Regions from separate parts of the Hordeum vulgare genome. Here all the other regions are linked to region 1. The links are chromatin contacts, called in public Hi-C maps. All regions are on one chromosome and are shown on one strand. Each heading gives the region's core, a stretch centred on a gene start, on an enhancer-like site or on the middle of the called end of the contact. The rest is flanking DNA. Distances are from core to core; before and after follow the strand shown.

Region 1 (3,155 bases), core at 480-2,979:
GACTTGAGGAAACAAAATATCAGCTTGCTCGCTAAATGGTGGTGGAAACTTGAGAAAAAGAAGGGACTATGGCAAGATATAGTGAAAGCTAAGTATCTTAAAAGAACATCTGTAGCTAAAGTTAAGCAGAAAGCTGCTGATTATCCCCGTTGGAAAGCAATTCTGAAGGTTAAGGAGCATTACATGGCTGACAGAGGGGTGGTGCTTAAAAAAGGTAACATAGCTAGCCTATGGCTAGATGATCTGGGTGATAATGTCCTTCTACAAGACAGATATCCTGATATCTTTGAAATTTGCTTAGATACGGAATGTACTGTTGATAAGTTGGAGAGTATGAATCATTTATCTTCTTTTAGGAGAAGATTATCTCCAGATATGCTCCAGAAATGGGATGAAATGAGACAATATGTGTTGGATAAAATTTGTGCACATGAGGATGACGAAATATACTGGAAATTAGATAATTCCAGAGAATACTCCACTAAAACTATGTATAGATGGTTAGAGAGAAACCTTGCAGGGGCCAATTATAAGTGGATTTGGGGAACTAAGATTCCTTTGAAGATTCAAATCTTCTTGTGGCAGTTATTTCAAAACTCCATTCTTACAAGAGATAATATGAAGAAACGCCAGTGGAAGGGGGACCCTAAATGTTCTTTTTGTGATGAACCTGAATCGGCGCAGCATTTGTTTTTTGGGTGCTCGGTGGCCAAGGTTGTTTGGAGAACTGTTGGTGCTGTTTTTGGTACCAGTTATATTCCGAAAACGATTTGGAAAGTTTATTCTTGGTTGTATGCTTTTTTGCGAGGCTTATGTGAGATTTATACTGTTGGCTTAGCTGCAGTTTGCTGGTCTATATGGTTGGCTCGGAATCGGGCTACTTTTGAAAAGAAGTGGATTAACACTCCTTTTGAAATTGTTTTCACAACATGTGCGTTTGTTGAATACTGGGTAGGTATGCAAAAACCGATGATGGTGGAGACTGTCAAGAAGGGAGCTCAATTGCTAAAAGAGAGCGCATCCCAGATGTTGTTGCTATGTGGACCACCAAGGCCAGAATCGACCGAACAGGCACAGGAGGAAGAAGCCTGGGAGGAGTGATAAGTGCAGGAGAAGATGACGATTCCTTGGCGATGGATCTTGCTGGTTACAGTGCAAAAAGCTTGGTTCCTAGTGATGATTAAATTTTGTCAGTGTGTGACTCTTTTGTTTTATCTTGTGCTCTTTTGTGAGCCTGGTCTGGTTATGGTTGTTGGAAACCCTGGTAGCGGGTTCATGGTAGTGTAGCTTTTGATCTTTTGCGTAGTATCAGATGATATCAGGTTTTCGTCCCACAGTTTATGTTCCTGATGAGAGGCATAAACGGTGGGTTTCCTGATATTGTTACGAACTCGCTTTTTTTCGTTTCCCTCTCTTTCTGGTTCTGGTTTTAAAAACATTGTATTTTCGTTATGAAAGTAATGGAAAGGGGAGAAAGCCCGGTTCAAAAATGTTACACAAAACTATCAGTTGAGCGATTTTTTTATAAAAACAGTTTGTGAATTTTTATCAATTTTGCCGGTTGCCCTGAAATCGAACACCGACCCGCGTGTCCGCCGTGGCCTTTAAAGCCCCACGGCCCCACCACAACTAATTTTTCTTTTGAGACAACTAAATGCCAACTGGTAACTTCCCACCACGGCACGCACCTCCTTCTGGACCTTTCGGCCCACGGCGCCACCTTACGCCGTGCCGTGCCGTGCCGCCTAACTTTTAAAAACTCTCCCCTCCTGTCCCCGTCTCCCAGTCCAAGCATCCAATTCCAAACCACGCACTAATCGACTACGACCACCTCGCCCCCGCCGTAACGCGCACCCCTCAGGTCGCCGCCGTGCTCTCTCGTCACCATTTATTCCCGCGCTTCCAGTTCCGTACGCCTCATGCCGCCGGCCGCGCGGGTCAAACCTCCAACAAAATGAAACTCGGTGCAATGAGGTCGTGCCGCTTGCCCCCGGCCATCGCGGCCGCCGCGCTGGCCGCGGCGGCGCTGCTGGTCCTCTTCCGGGCCTCCCCTTACGGTCTCGCCTACCCCCCCGCGCGCGTCCGGCCGCTCGTGGCGAGGGGTCCCGGGAGCCCGCCTTCCGTCGCGTACTGGATATCCGGCACGGGCGGAGAGGGCCGCAGGGTCCTCAGGCTGCTCAGGGCGGTGTACCACCCGAGGAACCAGTACCTGCTGCACCTGGACGCGGGGGCGTCGCGGGACGAGCGGACGGAGTTGGCCGCCGCTGCGCGGGACGAGGCGGCGTGGAGGGAGTTCGCAAACGTCGACGTGGTAGGGGAGAGTTACGCGGTAGACAGGACGGGCTCCTCGGTGCTCGCAGCGGCGCTGCACGGCGCCGCTGTGCTGCTCAGGATTGGGGCTGACTGGGACTGGTTCGTCACGCTCAGCGCCTGGGACTATCCTCTCGTCACGCAGGACGGTAAGATAGATACTGCTAGCAAACACTCTTCCTATAGTTTAATTAATTTTCTATGCTTTTTAATATATATTTTTCTATGCTTTTTAATATATAATTTTATATGGAGTACGTACTGGGTGATTGCGATTGCCATTTGATGCATTGCTTACCTCTCAAGACTCATGAGATGGATTTCTTTCTTGCGAGTTACGGCTTAATTGTACACAAGTTAGTTACCATTGAGTTGGAGTGGCTGACATAGCTTTTTTTAAATTTTGTTGTTGCTGCCTGACATTACAAGCTATGAATCAGTCTAAAATCTCACATTTTGAAATTGGATACTCGAGGTGCATTGTGCTGTTAGTCCTGGAAACTGTTTGGTACTAGCTGCACCTTTGTACAACTCTATTTCTGGTTGTGCCAATGTAAGTGCCGTCCTTAAGGGCGTTGCAGTATGTTTTTGCGCTGAATTGTTCAAACGGTCTTCTACGAGTAGCTGTCCGTACTCCGCGGTGCTGTACTTAATCAATTCTGCAACAACCTACCAGAATCAATAAGGTCGGGCAACTCATGTGTGCTAGTACTGAATTTTTGATAATCAGCGAGAGCTATCATTGGGATATTGCTCAAATGTCACACAAAGCACTTTCACTTGATATGACAGATTGCCAGTGGCACCGTATTTAAGAGGGTTGAGGTTAGCCAGAACGGTGGCAT
Region 2 (3,155 bases), core at 400-2,899, 450 kb after region 1:
CTAGGCTCTATATTAATAGATTAGTCCCAAAAATAATATAAAATAGCATATTAATGCATATAAAACATCCAAAATAGATAATATAATAGCATGGAACAATCAAAAATTATAGATACGTTGGAGACGTATCAACGACTCCCTCCGTTTTCGTCGTTGACCGTTTTGAGATCAACCACACACGCACACGCCCGCGGCATCATTAAATTTTTGTTTTTTAAAAGTGTGTATAAAACTTTCTAGGATTGTGTCGAAACTTGGCGCGCGGTCTTAATATAGTGTAGGTAGACTGCCTGCCAAATTACGTCGCAATCGAAGCCCGTTTGATACCCGAACGGTCGACGGTAGCGGCACCGTCATCGTTTTGTCGTCGAACGTTTTCGGTGTTTTAAAATCTTGTGTCGGGCCGCAAACCCCTCTCTTCTCTCAGCACATCATGGTTACACAGCCCACCTAGCCCATCAAGACCATCCCCACGTCCGTAGTCGTCCGATCAAGATTGTATGGCTCGAAAACGGGCAAACCCCCCCTAACCTAGCCCCATTGCCGATAAATAGGCCACCTCTACCTAATTAGGGACAAACCTTGTTTCGGGGCAATTTGTAGTAGGGAATGGGAATTAGGGGGGTGTAGGACTTAAAATCCCTTGTTTGATTGGAGGACAGGGGAATTAATGAGGGAAGGGGAAAGGGAGTTACGGGTCAAACTCCCCTTATCTCTTCCCTAGTGGGGGCTGGTAATTGAGGAAGGGAATGGAAAATGAGAGGAAAAAAACCGTTGTCATGTTAGTTGCTCTCGCTCCGTATGTGTAGGGATAGAATACCACCGGTGGATCCATTTACTTAGTTAGTTTCCCTATCAAATTCTCATGAAAAACCCCTTTCAATCACCAAACAAGGGAATGGGACTAGGAGACTATTTCCCACGTCCAAACCCTCCAGCCAACTCCCACTGCTAATTCCCATTCCCCTTCGCTGAGACTGCCAAACACGCTGTAACTCCTAGCGATCTTGTCCCGCCGCCACCCACCTAGTTTTCTCCACAAGCCAAACCGCAGCCAAATTCCCCCCACAGCTCGTGTCCCCATGGACGCGTCCGCCTGCCCGTAGCCCGGCATCAAGCAGGAGTAGCAGCTCCCGCCGCACCTGCCGGAGCCCCAATTTCACCTCGCCGACCGGTCTCCTCGGAGCTCCACCAGCAGGCCGACCAGCATCGCGCCCCTCTCCTGCTCCTCTTTCCTTCCTTCCCTTCTTTTCTTCCTCCCGAGTCTCACCTCGTTCTCTCTCTCTCTCTCTTTGCAACCTCGAACAGGAGCAGCGAGCAACGCCATGGAAGGCCACCGTCGCGGGCATCAGCAGGGACCTTCTCGACCACTAGATCTGGCGCCTCCACTCTACGCCCCTGCTATTTGACCTCCCGACCTCCGATGCGCGCCTCCCGATGCATGGCGTCGTCTTTGCTTCCTGTGCTCGAGCGGGAGCTCTCCATGGCCACAGGAACCATCGTCGCGGGCCACCATCTCGTGACGGGTCTGGTCGGAATGGAACTCCCGTTCCGCGCCACGCCAGGACACGGCCTTGCCCCCTCGCCTGCAGCTCGCCTTGAGCAACCCCCCGACCCTCTCCATCTTCGGGCCATGCACGCGGCCTCTGTTGGCCCCGCTGTGAGCATCCTTTCCATAACTGAACTTCGTGTTGCATTCAGATCCGTTCTGGCATGTTAAGGATATTTAGAAGTGCATGTATTTTATAAAATGAGGACATATCTAGCCGAGTTGGCTAGCTCGGCAGTTCTGCACCTGCGGGATCCTCGATTCGAGTCCAAGTGGCTCCAAATTATGTATAGTTTAATTTTTTACACAGCCACACACCCAAGCACGTCGGCCGGAAGCTTCCACTGACTGCAGCCCAGTGCATAGATTCGGCCCGTTGCATTTTTTTCTCTCGACGAATTTGTCTAATTAGCTCGAGCATTTTAAAGTTACACATTAGATGCCTATTTTAAAACTCCCGTATCTTTCAAACCCGTCGGATCGAAATAAATTAGATATGAAAAACGTGTAGAGTTTCGTGTAGATTAATATTTCCAACTTTCGTGCATATCTAAAACTGTTTAACCTTTATGTTGCATCGTTTTGCGTGATACCATGTGAAAATGGTTTAATTCGTAGCTAGTTAACCGTAACTCCGTTGGAGATGAGCTATATATATGTGAACCGACTAGAATGACGTGTAGTTTCACGTGAACCACTTTGTTGTCGTTTAACAAAAATAAAATGTGTTTTGGACATATCTGGACAAATTTCAAAGTCAACACATGGGATCGTCTCAGAAATGCTATATGTCATTTCCGGCCTCATTTAAAATGTCTAGATAGGTAATTTATTTGTGCTTCACCTCTTTCCATGTTTAAACAACATTTAATACTGTCATGTATCAAAACGGGAGTGAACTAAATAACTCGTATGTGGAGTTTCGTCAATATGCAACTCGTTACATATTGAGCTTCACTTAATGTGTAGTGTTTGGCGGTTGTGAATTGCTATGCCATGCCTTGCATAATTCAACTGGACATGCATCATATTAGGTTGTGCATCATATCGTGCATGTGACGTGGTGAATGTCGTGTGTTGATTCTTGTTTTCAGTTCGCTTCGTCTCAGTAGAGTTCCATAAGCGTGTAGGAATGTGAGGATCCGTTCGACTACGTCGGTCCATCTGCTTCACGGATTCGTTCTTCTTCCAAGCGGGATCGCAAGCAAGATGATAATTTCCCTATATACCATTACTATCAATGTCATGCTAGTTGTCTCGTTTCTTTCATTATGTCTCGTTGCCTACCACCTATTAAATGTCAGCCTGTCAACATTGCCATAAACCTTCAACCTTTTTACAACCTAGCAAACCACTGATTGGCTATGTTATCGCTTGCTTAACCATGTGTTAACGTTGCTAGTTACAGATGCAGTTGCTTCCATGTGAAAACATGGGTTCCTTGTTATGTCCCCATATTAATGCCATTTAATTTAAAGCACCTATATACTTGGTAAAAGGTGGAAGGCTCGGCCTTTCTAGCCTGGTGTTTTGTTCCATCTTTACCGCCCTAGTTTCGGCTACCGGTGTTATATTCCATAACTGAGCGCTCCTAACACGACCAGGG
Region 3 (3,155 bases), core at 220-2,719, 350 kb after region 1:
TCATGAGGTTGTTGATGGAGAAGGGTTGACGATGACGATGGTGGCGATTCCCTCTCTCTGGAGCCAGAGGTGGTCTCCTGATTAGGGCTCCCAATGAAAAACATGAGGTGACGGTGGCTTCGTATCACAAAACACGATGAAACTTCTCTATGATTTTTGAACCGGGGGGGGGGGGGGGCTGTCAATTTATAGCACCGGAATCGGGTCAAATCGGTGCTCACGGGCCCCACAAAGACATGTATTGCGGCTCAAAGGTAGCCGCGCCACCCGTCCATGTGGACTCCTATTGGCCCTTCTTGGTACTTGTTAGCTCCAATATTTTCTATATAATCTCCAAAAAAAATCATCCAATTTTGAAAGCTTTTATTTCTGTTCAAAACAACGTCAGTGTGGGATAGTTGTTTTCAGAATTTTTTTCCATAGAAGTTATCACTAAAGCATATTGAAGAGGTATGGTTCAGAATGAAGTATGTAGCTTCTATGGTTCAGATTTTTGTTTTCAAAATAGTTGTCACTAAAATCTTCTGAAGAAGTATGGTTCAGATTTTGAAAATTCATGTGTTCTTCTTTAGCACGGCATGACCAAAAAAATCCTTGTAGCTCCAAGACCGCTTACAAAAGTAAGAAAGGAGTCATTCATATTATTCTATTCAACCTTCTTTATTCTACACACATGCTTAAATTATGACATGGGGTCGTCCTATTAGTAAATCCAGACATTCACGTTATAGAATATGTGTTTTTAGTAGTCATGTTTAGGTACTATCAGGGACGAATTTAGGGGGGAGAGGGGGGCTAGACCCCCCTAACAAATCGATTCTTCTACTATGATTGTGATTGTTGTAGGCAAAAAAATTCACTTCATATGAACTTTGCCCCCTTCATGAACAAACTTGCCCCCTCTATGCATGAATGTTGGCTCCGTCTTTGATACTTCTCCCCTGTTTTATAATATTAGAGCATTTCTAACACTGTTTTTGAAAGTACATTAGTATTAAAAATGTTTTTATATTATGGAACGAAGGGAGTAAGGTCATCTTCAGTTTTATGTAAAGCTACTAGTTAAAAAAAAACTACTAATTAATGCCCTTGCGAAGAGCCTCATTTTGTGTCAACGAAAAGAGAAAAGGAAAGAAACTGTTGTCGTCGCGTTGGGGCTGAGCTAACAAGGCACGTGTGTTAGTAGACTAGTAGTACGAGTAGTAAATCGAGCTATCACGAATGCTCCATGTGCTAGATTAGCCAAACTTAATTAATAATCCCGCACGCGAGACAGTGCTCTGCGCGTGAAAGAGAGTGGCGTGCGTGTCCGCCTTGAATTTCCCCACGTTTTTCGCCTGGTCGTTACGCGGAGGCGGAGACCACAGGCCAGCGCGTCCCTGTCCCGTGCGCGGGGCCCGCCAGCCAGCCACTCATGCTAGCCCGCGCCTATATATAAGGGCTCAAAGGGACAAGTGAGAGCACCTGGAGAAAGAGCGACAGAGCAACAGAACAGAGAAGAGCATCAACTCGCGACGAATCAGAGGGGAGAAGAAACAAGACATGGACCCGGACATGGGCGAGAACTTCGCATACTACTGGGAGACGCAGCGCTACCTCGAGTCGGAGGAGCTCGTTGACAGGTACGCCTTTTTCCCGCCTTCCGGCCATCCATCGCGCCATTGTTGAGGGATTTTGGAGGAGAGGGTGACGGTGATTCAATTCATGGTACTTGGCTGCAGCATCTTCGTGGGGGCGACCGAAGACGCCATCTCGTACTACGACTCCAGCTCGCCGGACGGTTCACACTCGTCCTCGACGCTGACGGGGGCGGCCATGCCAGGGGCGGGGATCGGGATGGGTGGCACTGGGGCGAACAAGAACATCCTGATGGAACGCGACCGCCGCCGCAAGCTCAATGAGAAGCTCTACACGCTCCGCAGCGTCGTGCCCAACATCACCAAGGTGAGCGCAAGCATCTCAGCCGGCACCGGCATTGCTAGTACACAGCAGCATCTCCATCGCCGGAGAGACGATTCTAACGGCAAGTTCCTCGTCGTTGCAGATGGACAAGGCCTCGATCATCAAGGACGCCATCGAGTACATCCAACATCTGCAGGCGGAGGAGCGGCAGATGGAGGCGGAGGTGTCCGCGCTCGAGTCCGCCACCGGCGCGGACGATGACTGCGACGGCGGCCTCTCCGTGGAGCAGGTCTCCTCGGCACAGAGGAAGAAGGTGAAGCGCGCTCTGTCGGTCTCGTCCATGAACGACGCCCTGCTCGCCGCGGCGGCAGTTGCCTCGCCGCCCGTGGAGGTCCTGGAGCTGCGCGTGTCGGAGGTGAGCGAGAAGGTGCTGGTGGTGAGCGTGACGTGCAGCAAGCAGCGCGACGCCATGACCAAGGTGTGCCGCGTGCTCGAGGAGCTCCGCCTCAGGGTCATCACCGCCAACATCACTTCCGTCTCCGGCTGCCTAATGCACACCCTCTTCGTCGAGGTACGTCGCCGCCGCCGCCGCCGCCGCCATCCACAATTCATGAGAACCAGTTCTTTCGCACGATTCTATCCGATCCGATGGCTCTGTTTCTGCTTCTGTTAGATAATAAGATGACGTTGGTTGTGCTGACGTCACAGACCCCTTCTTTTTAAGTTGGTTGACTGAATTTGACTTTTACCATTGGTAGACCCTTTTAGTTTCCTCTTTTAAGGTCTTTTTAAGGTCCAAAGTCCGTAGTTTTGTTACGTCAAAAAGGTCGTTCCTCTGTTCCATTTGCGGCGTTCAACGCCACATCACACGCAAGAAACTCAAAATGCTCCAGAAAAAGAAAATATTCCTTTCCCATTCGAGGGATCTCCTCGATCCATATTTTGGGCTTTTGGCCGCTGGATCGGCGTCGCGCAACATGACCAATCAATCACATGGGAATCAATAAGCACGAGCGGCGCGGATGCCATCGCTCAGCTTGAGCACGATAGGGACGCATCGATCGCCACGTGCTTTGGATGCCCATTGATTTCGAGAGAAACGCGGGAGCCCTGGAGATCGATTTGCACGTGCTCGGTGGAAGAAGATGCTCTCTCCTGTCTGCATCTATCCTCTGATTTTTTTTCTTTTCTTTTTGTACTACTCCTACTCAGATGGAAATGCTTCTCTTTCACACGTCATGCTTGATTTGTTT

What was found. Hi-C and Micro-C count contacts between places; a contact is called where the count stands out from the background.
Region 2: a Hi-C map of leaf shows a contact between it and region 1, with 4 times the contacts expected there. The contact joins the enhancer-like site here to the promoter of LOC123426423 in region 1. A contact is called at or near these places in 4 of 6 Hi-C or Micro-C datasets (leaf and seedling).
Region 3: a contact with region 1 is called in a Hi-C map of seedling, with 2.8 times the contacts expected there. The contact joins the promoter of LOC123430163 here to the promoter of LOC123426423 in region 1. A contact is called at or near these places in 3 of 6 Hi-C or Micro-C datasets (leaf and seedling).

The regions. Positions count from the first base shown.
Region 1 is chr2H:403,840,246-403,843,400 of MorexV3_pseudomolecules_assembly, reverse strand. LOC123426423 (beta-glucuronosyltransferase GlcAT14A-like) reads left to right here and starts at 1,729. Exons shown (of 5, transcript XR_006622203.1): 1 at 1,729-2,459.
Region 2 is chr2H:403,386,970-403,390,124 of MorexV3_pseudomolecules_assembly, reverse strand. No RefSeq gene overlaps it. Among protein-coding and RNA genes, the nearest start is that of LOC123430163, 100 kb to the left of the region's middle. Within about 2 kb of position 1,649, at least 3 of the 3 cell types and tissues checked have open chromatin away from gene starts, as enhancers often do. A contact at or near this core is called in leaf and seedling, where this site is marked.
Region 3 is chr2H:403,488,185-403,491,339 of MorexV3_pseudomolecules_assembly, reverse strand. It overlaps LOC123430163 (transcription factor BHLH6-like), which reads left to right and starts at 1,469. Exons shown (of 4, transcript XM_045114061.1): 1 at 1,469-1,622; 2 at 1,722-1,944; 3 at 2,045-2,473. The coding sequence starts at 1,543.